Regions from separate parts of the Mus musculus genome. Here region 1 is linked to region 2. The links are chromatin contacts, called in public Hi-C maps. All regions are on one chromosome and are shown on one strand. The core of a region is the stretch at or near the end of the contact, and the rest is flanking DNA. Distances in the headings are between cores, read along the strand shown.

Region 1 (3,625 bases), core at 952-3,451, 370 kb after region 2:
AGAGTGACTGGTGGGCTTTGAGCAGAGAAGTGATGTGAACTCACTTAAGTTTTAAGAGGGTGCATTTCACTACCCAGTTAAGAACACACTGTGTGCAAAGACACGGGTGGGAAAGAGGAGGAAGAGAATGGGGAAGGCGAACTGTGGTTGGCCAGGGTGGTTGTAGAAGAGACGGGAGATGAAGCAGTTAGAGTTCCAGCATAACTTGTGAGTAGAGCAACAGGCTAGCTCACCAACAACATGAAGTCAGCATCTACTTTATACAGACAACCATAGAATAAGATGTCAGTGTAAATCAAGTGGGTAACTAATATTTCATCTATTCTGTCTCAGTTTAGAGCATGGGTGTGATGTAGCTAAACAGTGGAAGGAGTGTTAAGTAAAAACCAAACAAAGCAAACAAAAAACCCAGAAAACAAAACAACAGCAGCAACAACATGAACAAATAAGCTAGAAGGGACTTGGAATAGGAGATAGGATGCCAGGTGCGTTTTGACTAGAGTAGAGACATCCTTATTGGGGAACAGTTTTTTGGTTGTTTGGCTGTTTTTAGAAGAGGCTGGGGAGAGAAAGGACCAGGTTCTGGAAGAAATGGAACCATGGGAAAGGCTCTGAATCCAGAACACTGGAAGACTTCTGAGAGAGTGCTTTAGAAAGGGCAGCCCGAGGGCTGAGGTCGGTGTGCAGAAAGCCCTCGACTAGCTACCCAGTGTAGTGAAAAATATAAACAATGACTAAAGCGGACTTATTAAAAAAGTTAATCTGGCAGCTGGGTGCAAAATGGAGTGGTATGAGAAGCCAGCTGCCTTCTATACCTGTCGCTCAAAGAATTTTATCCCGTCTGTTTGAAAACACTTGTCTTATCCTGTAAGGGTGACTTCAGAAACAAAAATATGGGAGCCAAAGGAGGATCTACCTAATGTCCAGTACCTGTCAGTCCAGCCCAGGTGACCAGGAAAGTGACCAATGACATACCTGGGTCAACTTCATACCAGATTGCTGCTCAGCACACAATAGGTAACAGCTAACCTACCGAGGAACTAGCCTACCTCCATCTTAGGCTTAAAAGCCATCTTAGAGTAAAAGACCTACTAGGTTCATTGCTGTCTATGATGAAATCTTTGTCAAGGATTAGGCTATGCCCCACCTGTAACCTCCACTAATATGGTTCCGTACTATCTGTTCCAGGAACTGCAATCATGTCTTTCAAAAAGTTACTAAGCATCTTGCAAGGGTGCCTGTGTTTCAGACAGGTTGTTAGGGCCGTCTAGTTAGGACTAACTGTTGTTATGCCCACGATGCATCTTTGTTTCAGGTCCTAAAAACTTGTTAGGCTTTTGTTCTGGGATATGTTACATAACCTCACCCACTTTTCTGCCGAGTTCCCCCACTTGGAGACCCCCAGCCCTTGAGCTACACATCCCTTGTTTTCCTTATGTCCAATGCGTACCTCTCAGACCTCACCCTAGGGGGAGCAGTCTGTGTACTCGGATAAAAAGGCTTGCTTTAGTTAACTTGGCCATGATGATTTGGGGCGGTGGTCTTTCTTCTCTCACCGTTGGGACTAACAACACCAGCCTTGCTCTAAGGCTGTCGAGTGAGCGAACTGCACACTGCAGAATGAGGGAAGTCTCTAGCGATCCGATCCTCCTTTCAAAGACAGGGAAGCAAAGATCAGGAAGCTTAAGAAACAAAACCATTTGTAGGTGGCGGGGCTGGGATTTGAACTCGGGTAGTTCAGATGAGTTCTGAACCTTAGTTGATGTTCTTCACTACTAGCCCATCCTATTTGGTCAACTACAGAAAATGTTCTAAAATAGCCTTTTTAGGTACCAGCATCAGCCGAGCTAGCTTAGGATGTGGTGATATCGGCAGACTCTCCAGCACATTTGAGGCCAGCCTGCTCCCCATTTTCCATTCAATAAAAAACAAAAAACAAAAAACAAAAAACAAAACAACCCTCTGAGTGAGTGAGAGGAGAGGGAGGGCAGAAATCCGCGCAGCTGCAGTGAGAATCACTAATTTGATGATTTGCCCTCTTCACACTCACTTTGTGCAGCTTTTATTCTTCTATAAAAACAGCACTTTTATTTTTGTTCAAAGAACGCTGGCTAATTAAATGAAGAGTCCGGATGGGCTTTATGCCGCTGTCCTAGTGCAGTGATGGTAATACAGTGTGAAATGCGTCTGGGTGGTAAGAGATGCAGAGGGTTTGATGCTGAATAAATTCATACCGTTCCTTTTGTAAATGTATAACTGTCAGGCTGGTGAATGTGACCCCGTGGCAGAGTTCTAGCCCAATTCCCCCTGAATGGCTGCTTAAAAGATTAGTGCATCGCAAGGATGCCTTTCTGAGGAAGCAGTAAAGAAAAGATAACAGCAGTGGGCAGGGTTTAGCCAGAGAAGATCACAGCAATTCATTTTCTCTTTGCCTCCCAGGCTGTCTTCTAATAAAGAACAGCAAAGTCTCACGTGTCAGGAACATTTTAGCCAGAACCCTCTCAGTACCACACTGAACCTGAAATCCCAATCACGACAAGTACGGCCCACATTTGCGCAGGCACTTTGTATGAGGAGGACGTCCATTCAGATTACAAAGGTAGATTTTAAAGGAAAAAACCAAAGACATAATAGCATATCAGGAAAAGCGGCCGAAACATGCTTTTAAATATTGCATAGGATAGGCAAACTCAGTTAGAAGGGAATCTGAAATATGCAGTTCAATCAGAATTTTTCCAGAGGCAACAGTGACAAAAGACCTCGGGTCCACTGCGCCTCTTTGGGGAAAAAAAAAAAAAAAAAGAAAGGTTTTTCTCCCAAGAGTTTTGCAATGAATCTTTAGGAAAGAGAAGGCCAAGTTCTTTGAGAACAATTGGGACTGATGAAAATCTCTGTAGCTGCAGATACCTCCTTGGGCTGAGCCACACTGCACTAAGACAGAGCTATAGGTCAGATAAAGGCCACTGTACTCTTTCACACACGCAGCATTTATATCCACAAAGTAACACAAAACAGAACAAACCAAACAAAAACATAGTACAAAAGAAAAGGCTTTGGATGGGTCCTAGCTAGGGCATTATCTTAGATACTCATCCCCCCCCCCATTTTCTGCTAATTAATTCTCTAAGACTCAGTGTGTTCACCTGTATAGTGGGCTCTAATAATTATAAGACCAAAATAACTCTCACAAGAAGGTTAAAGAAACTATTAATATTCTGACTATCATTCTTTTCTTTGTTTTTTTGTTGCTATTTTGGAAAAAAAATAAACATATCATTTATGCCATTACACAGCCTGACTAGATAATTTATTAAGGGATCTCTTGAGGTACTCAACTGGTAATATCGGCTGTTTGGAAATGTAATTTACACGTCTTTTTTAACAATAGAAAAAAATTACATGAAACTATCTTTTCTCTAGGTATAAGCACTTAAAGTTCCCTAGAGTGGAGGCATTAATTGCAGCTGCAAACGTGTAATTAGCTTACAAGTCCACAACAGTTACCAGCTCTGTAATTTATAAGCTAATCAGTAAATCTTTCAAATGTCAGTGGTTGACGGGAGAAAACAGCAGATTGCAAGAAGATATGTCTTAGTAATTTATGCTACCGAGCCCCAAGAATGCT
Region 2 (3,649 bases), core at 1,072-3,571:
AACCTATGAGGAACACTCATTCTGAGTCCAGAACCACTAAGCCATAGAATATTTTATTTGGAAAAAGATCTCCTAAAGATTAAGCAGTGGTTCTCACCCTTCCTAATGGTATCACCCCTTAATACAATTCCTCATAATATGGTGACCCCCAACCATAAGATTATTTATGTTGCTACCTCATAAATATAATCTTGCTACTGTTATGAATTACAATGTAAATATCTGATATGCGGGATATCTGATATGGGACCAGAGAACCACTCCTCTAAAGCATTGCTGAATCCTCGGGTTCCTGTGGAAGTTCTTCACAAATGGGTGCTGCAAGAAGTTGCTCACTAGAGCTTAATAATGCTAAATCAAAAATGAAACAAAAAAAAAAAAAAAACCTGCCAACCTCAACCTCTGGATGCATCAGCCTTTAACTAGGCGCATCAAGAGACTGCCATTATCATTAGGGAAATGGCCATTGATGTCCTGTATGACCAAAAATACACATACTAAAACCAAGGAAAGGAAATAAATTGTGGGAAGTTCTTAATTAGCTTTTTATCATAGTATCCAAATGCCTTGCAGAAGCAGCTTCAGGAAGGACTCCTTTCGGGTGGTGGATTGGGAGGGAACAGTGCATCACGGCAAGGAAGGTGTAGTAGAGCAGAGAAGGCCATGCCATGGTCCAGGAAGCAGAGAACGGTGAAATACTAACCTTGCGCTCTTCTCTCCTTTTCTCTGTCCAGACTACTAGCCTGTTGGGTGGCACCACCCATATTTAATGTAAGTCTCCCTCCTGGGTTGATCTTCTCTAGAAATGCTCTTATAGACAGACACACCCCTAGATGAGCTCCACTAATCAACTAGGTGATTCTAAATCCAGGCAAGTTAATAATGAAGATTTGCTGTGACAGGGACCCAATACAAATAATTTCAAAATGACAACAACGGAGCTTTCTAGGAAGAGGCTTGAGCATCTGTGTCAGTCATAAGGAAGAGAAGCCGGGTAATTATGGGACAGGACTTCAAGTGAGGTAGGAAAATTTATAAATAAAGGAATAACTTATTCTAGTCCATATATAAATGTATTCCTAACCTCTATCTTTTACATTTTAAGCCTTATTTTTAATTATATATACATGTGTATGCCTGTGTGTGAAAACGTACACACAAGTACACGTGCCCTCAAAGCCAGAGGCACTACATCTCCCTGAGCTTCAATTACAGGCAGTTGTGAGTCACTCAGCATGGGTGTTGGGAACTGAACTCAGTTCTTCTTCAAGAGCAACAAGTGCCCTAACTGTGGAGCCATGACTCCAGCCCACCCCATTACCCTTAAATGATGCTTTGTGCAATGAACTGTTTAATATCTGTTCTCTCTCCAGAACTATGAAACAATTCCATTCATGAAGATCAGGAAACCTAGGAGCTGTTTCAGAAGGATATTTAGACTGACAAGTGAAAAGAAAAAAAATATGAAGGATGGTGATATCTAAATTATCTTCCCATTGCTCTGACAAACGCTATGACCAAGGCAGATTATAAAACACAATATTTAATTGAGCTAACGTTTTCCAGGGATCAGAATCCGTGATGGCGATGCACCAGCATCAGGAATTGCTATGGCATCTGGGACACTTAAAAGTCACATCCTGAGCCACAAGCAAGAGGTGGATAAATAAATAAATAAATAAATAAATAAATAAATAAATAAATAAATAAGGTGGACAGAGGCACACTTGGAATGTCTTGACTCTTTTGAAACTTTAAAACCCACTCCCAGTGATTCACCTCTTCATACAAGGCCACACACCTCCAGTCCTTCCCAAGCAGTTCTACCAAAAGAAGACCAATTATTCAAACACAGGCCTCTGTGGGGACCATTCTTATTCAAACCACCACAGCAAATCTACCTACTGGGCACTGTTACTTAACTCCTGATTGAAAAACAAAAACAAAAGCAAAAACAAAAACAAAAATAAAACAAACAAGAAAACAATGCTGATGCAAATCCCCAAGGCGTGGCACCCCATATCACTCCATAACTCACATTAAGCTTTCATGAGGTAAAGGCCAGCAATGGGACACATGTCATGGCTTTCTGACAATCCAGGTTAGTGGCTATGCCCTCATTAGCAACACTTTTGCTCAAATCTATCTCTCTCTCTCTCTCTCTCTCTTTCTCTCTCTCTCTCTCTCTCTCTCTCTCTCTCTCTCTCTCTCTCTCTCTCTCTCTCCTCATTCCCTCTCCATCTCCCTCCCACACTCCTCTCTCCAGTGTCAGTGGCTAAGGTATTAACCGAAAGAGCTTAAGTTATTAAACTGAGCAGCTCTAATCCCCGAGGTTTCCCGGAGCAGTGGAGATTACTGTATTTTTATTCCAGAGTCAATGTAGCCCTTGTGTTTACTCCCTGCGATGTCCAAACTGACCCCAAATGCCTTTCTCTAGACACGCTTCCCCACTGTGGGAGAGGGGATGGAGTTCTACCTGGAGATCGACCCTGTCACCTTGAACCTCATCATCCTGGTCGCAAGCTACGTCATCTTGCTCTTGGTGTTCCTCGTCTCCTGTGTGCTGTATGACTGCCGGGGCAAGGATCCCAGTAAGGAGTATGCGCCGGAGAGCACACTGAATGCCCAGCCTTCCATCCGAGTGGTGGTAACTCAGCACAGTGCTCATGCATCCCACTGGGCAAGGGGACCCAGCCTTCACTTGAAGGATCCTGCTCCGTTAGGGAAGAAAAGCACGGTGGTGTGAGACTGGGGAACGGACACTGGGTAGAGACCAACAAATGCAGCAGAAAACAACTGTCCCCACTGTGGCTCCTGTGCTCTCCAAATACATGGACATCCTGATTGGCTGAGGAAACAGAGGCTCTGTCTTACTATCTGCGCTCTGGTCACTCTCCTTGTGAATAAAACAACTGTTTAAGGTAAGACACTCTAAAGGCTCAGCACGCAACACTTGTTCTCCAAATGCGAGATCTCAGCACTCATGTTTCAGAGTGAGGCTGGTTACTAGGACCTTCAAGCTCCGAGGGGTGGACGTTGAATAAGGTTTAAAAGACACGTAGGGTGGATAAGGTGTGTGTATAATACATAATGAAACTAATTCAAGTCTATACAACGTCGTTATTTTTAAGGAATCACGCCTACGCACACAGACTTCAGGGTATTATGTCTCTGTGTGTGACGGCCCATCACATTCCATTTCTCTTCCAATACAAGCTGTGCGGCCAAGGCCAGATTGACCTACCTCTTCATACCTCAGGTCTAGTGATGAGGTCAACTGAAAATTTCAGTTTCTGATGAATCCGTTCTCTAAAAGTATTTGAGGTAACGTTTAACACTTAGTCCTGCTGCGATGAACATCAGCCCAGTTTATATGTGTACTTTCTCGTCAGAAAGTTTCGTCTCTTGTGACTGGAAAGAGCTCATTCAGAAAAGCACTGCCTACAAGAGCAGGGGACCTGTGTTCCCATCCCAAGCACTGATGTGAAAGATGGGTGTGGTACCATGGGCCTGGAACCCCAAAGACAGGAGGACCCCTGGGACGTGATCACCTGCTCTAGCAGGACTCAGGGAGCTCCAGGGTCAGGCTCAGTGAGAGACCCTGTCTCAGACAATAAAGTGGAGACTAATAAAAGCAGCTATCCAACCT

The links. A called contact is a pair of places that touch in the nucleus more often than the background predicts.
Region 1: a contact with region 2 is called in a Hi-C map of rod photoreceptor, with 2.4 times the contacts expected there. The contact joins two enhancer-like sites. A contact is called at or near these places in 3 of 39 promoter capture datasets (the 3T3-L1 cell line, the HPC-7 cell line and frontonasal cranial neural crest) and 4 of 484 Hi-C or Micro-C datasets (the HPC-7 cell line, liver, nephron progenitors and 1 more).

What each region holds. Positions count from the first base shown.
Region 1 is chr11:90,550,535-90,554,159 of GRCm38.p6, forward strand. The region is part of intron 12 of Stxbp4 (syntaxin binding protein 4); the gene reads right to left. Among named protein-coding and RNA genes, the nearest start is that of Gm34850, 79 kb to the left of the region's middle. Within about 2 kb of position 2,202, at least 16 of the 459 cell types and tissues checked have an H3K27ac peak or open chromatin away from gene starts, as enhancers often do. A contact at or near this core is called in rod photoreceptor, where this site is marked.
Region 2 is chr11:90,185,315-90,188,963 of GRCm38.p6, forward strand. No RefSeq gene overlaps it. Among named protein-coding and RNA genes, the nearest start is that of Gm42089, 38 kb to the right of the region's middle. Within about 2 kb of position 2,322, at least 2 of the 459 cell types and tissues checked have an H3K27ac peak or open chromatin away from gene starts, as enhancers often do. A contact at or near this core is called in rod photoreceptor, where this site is marked.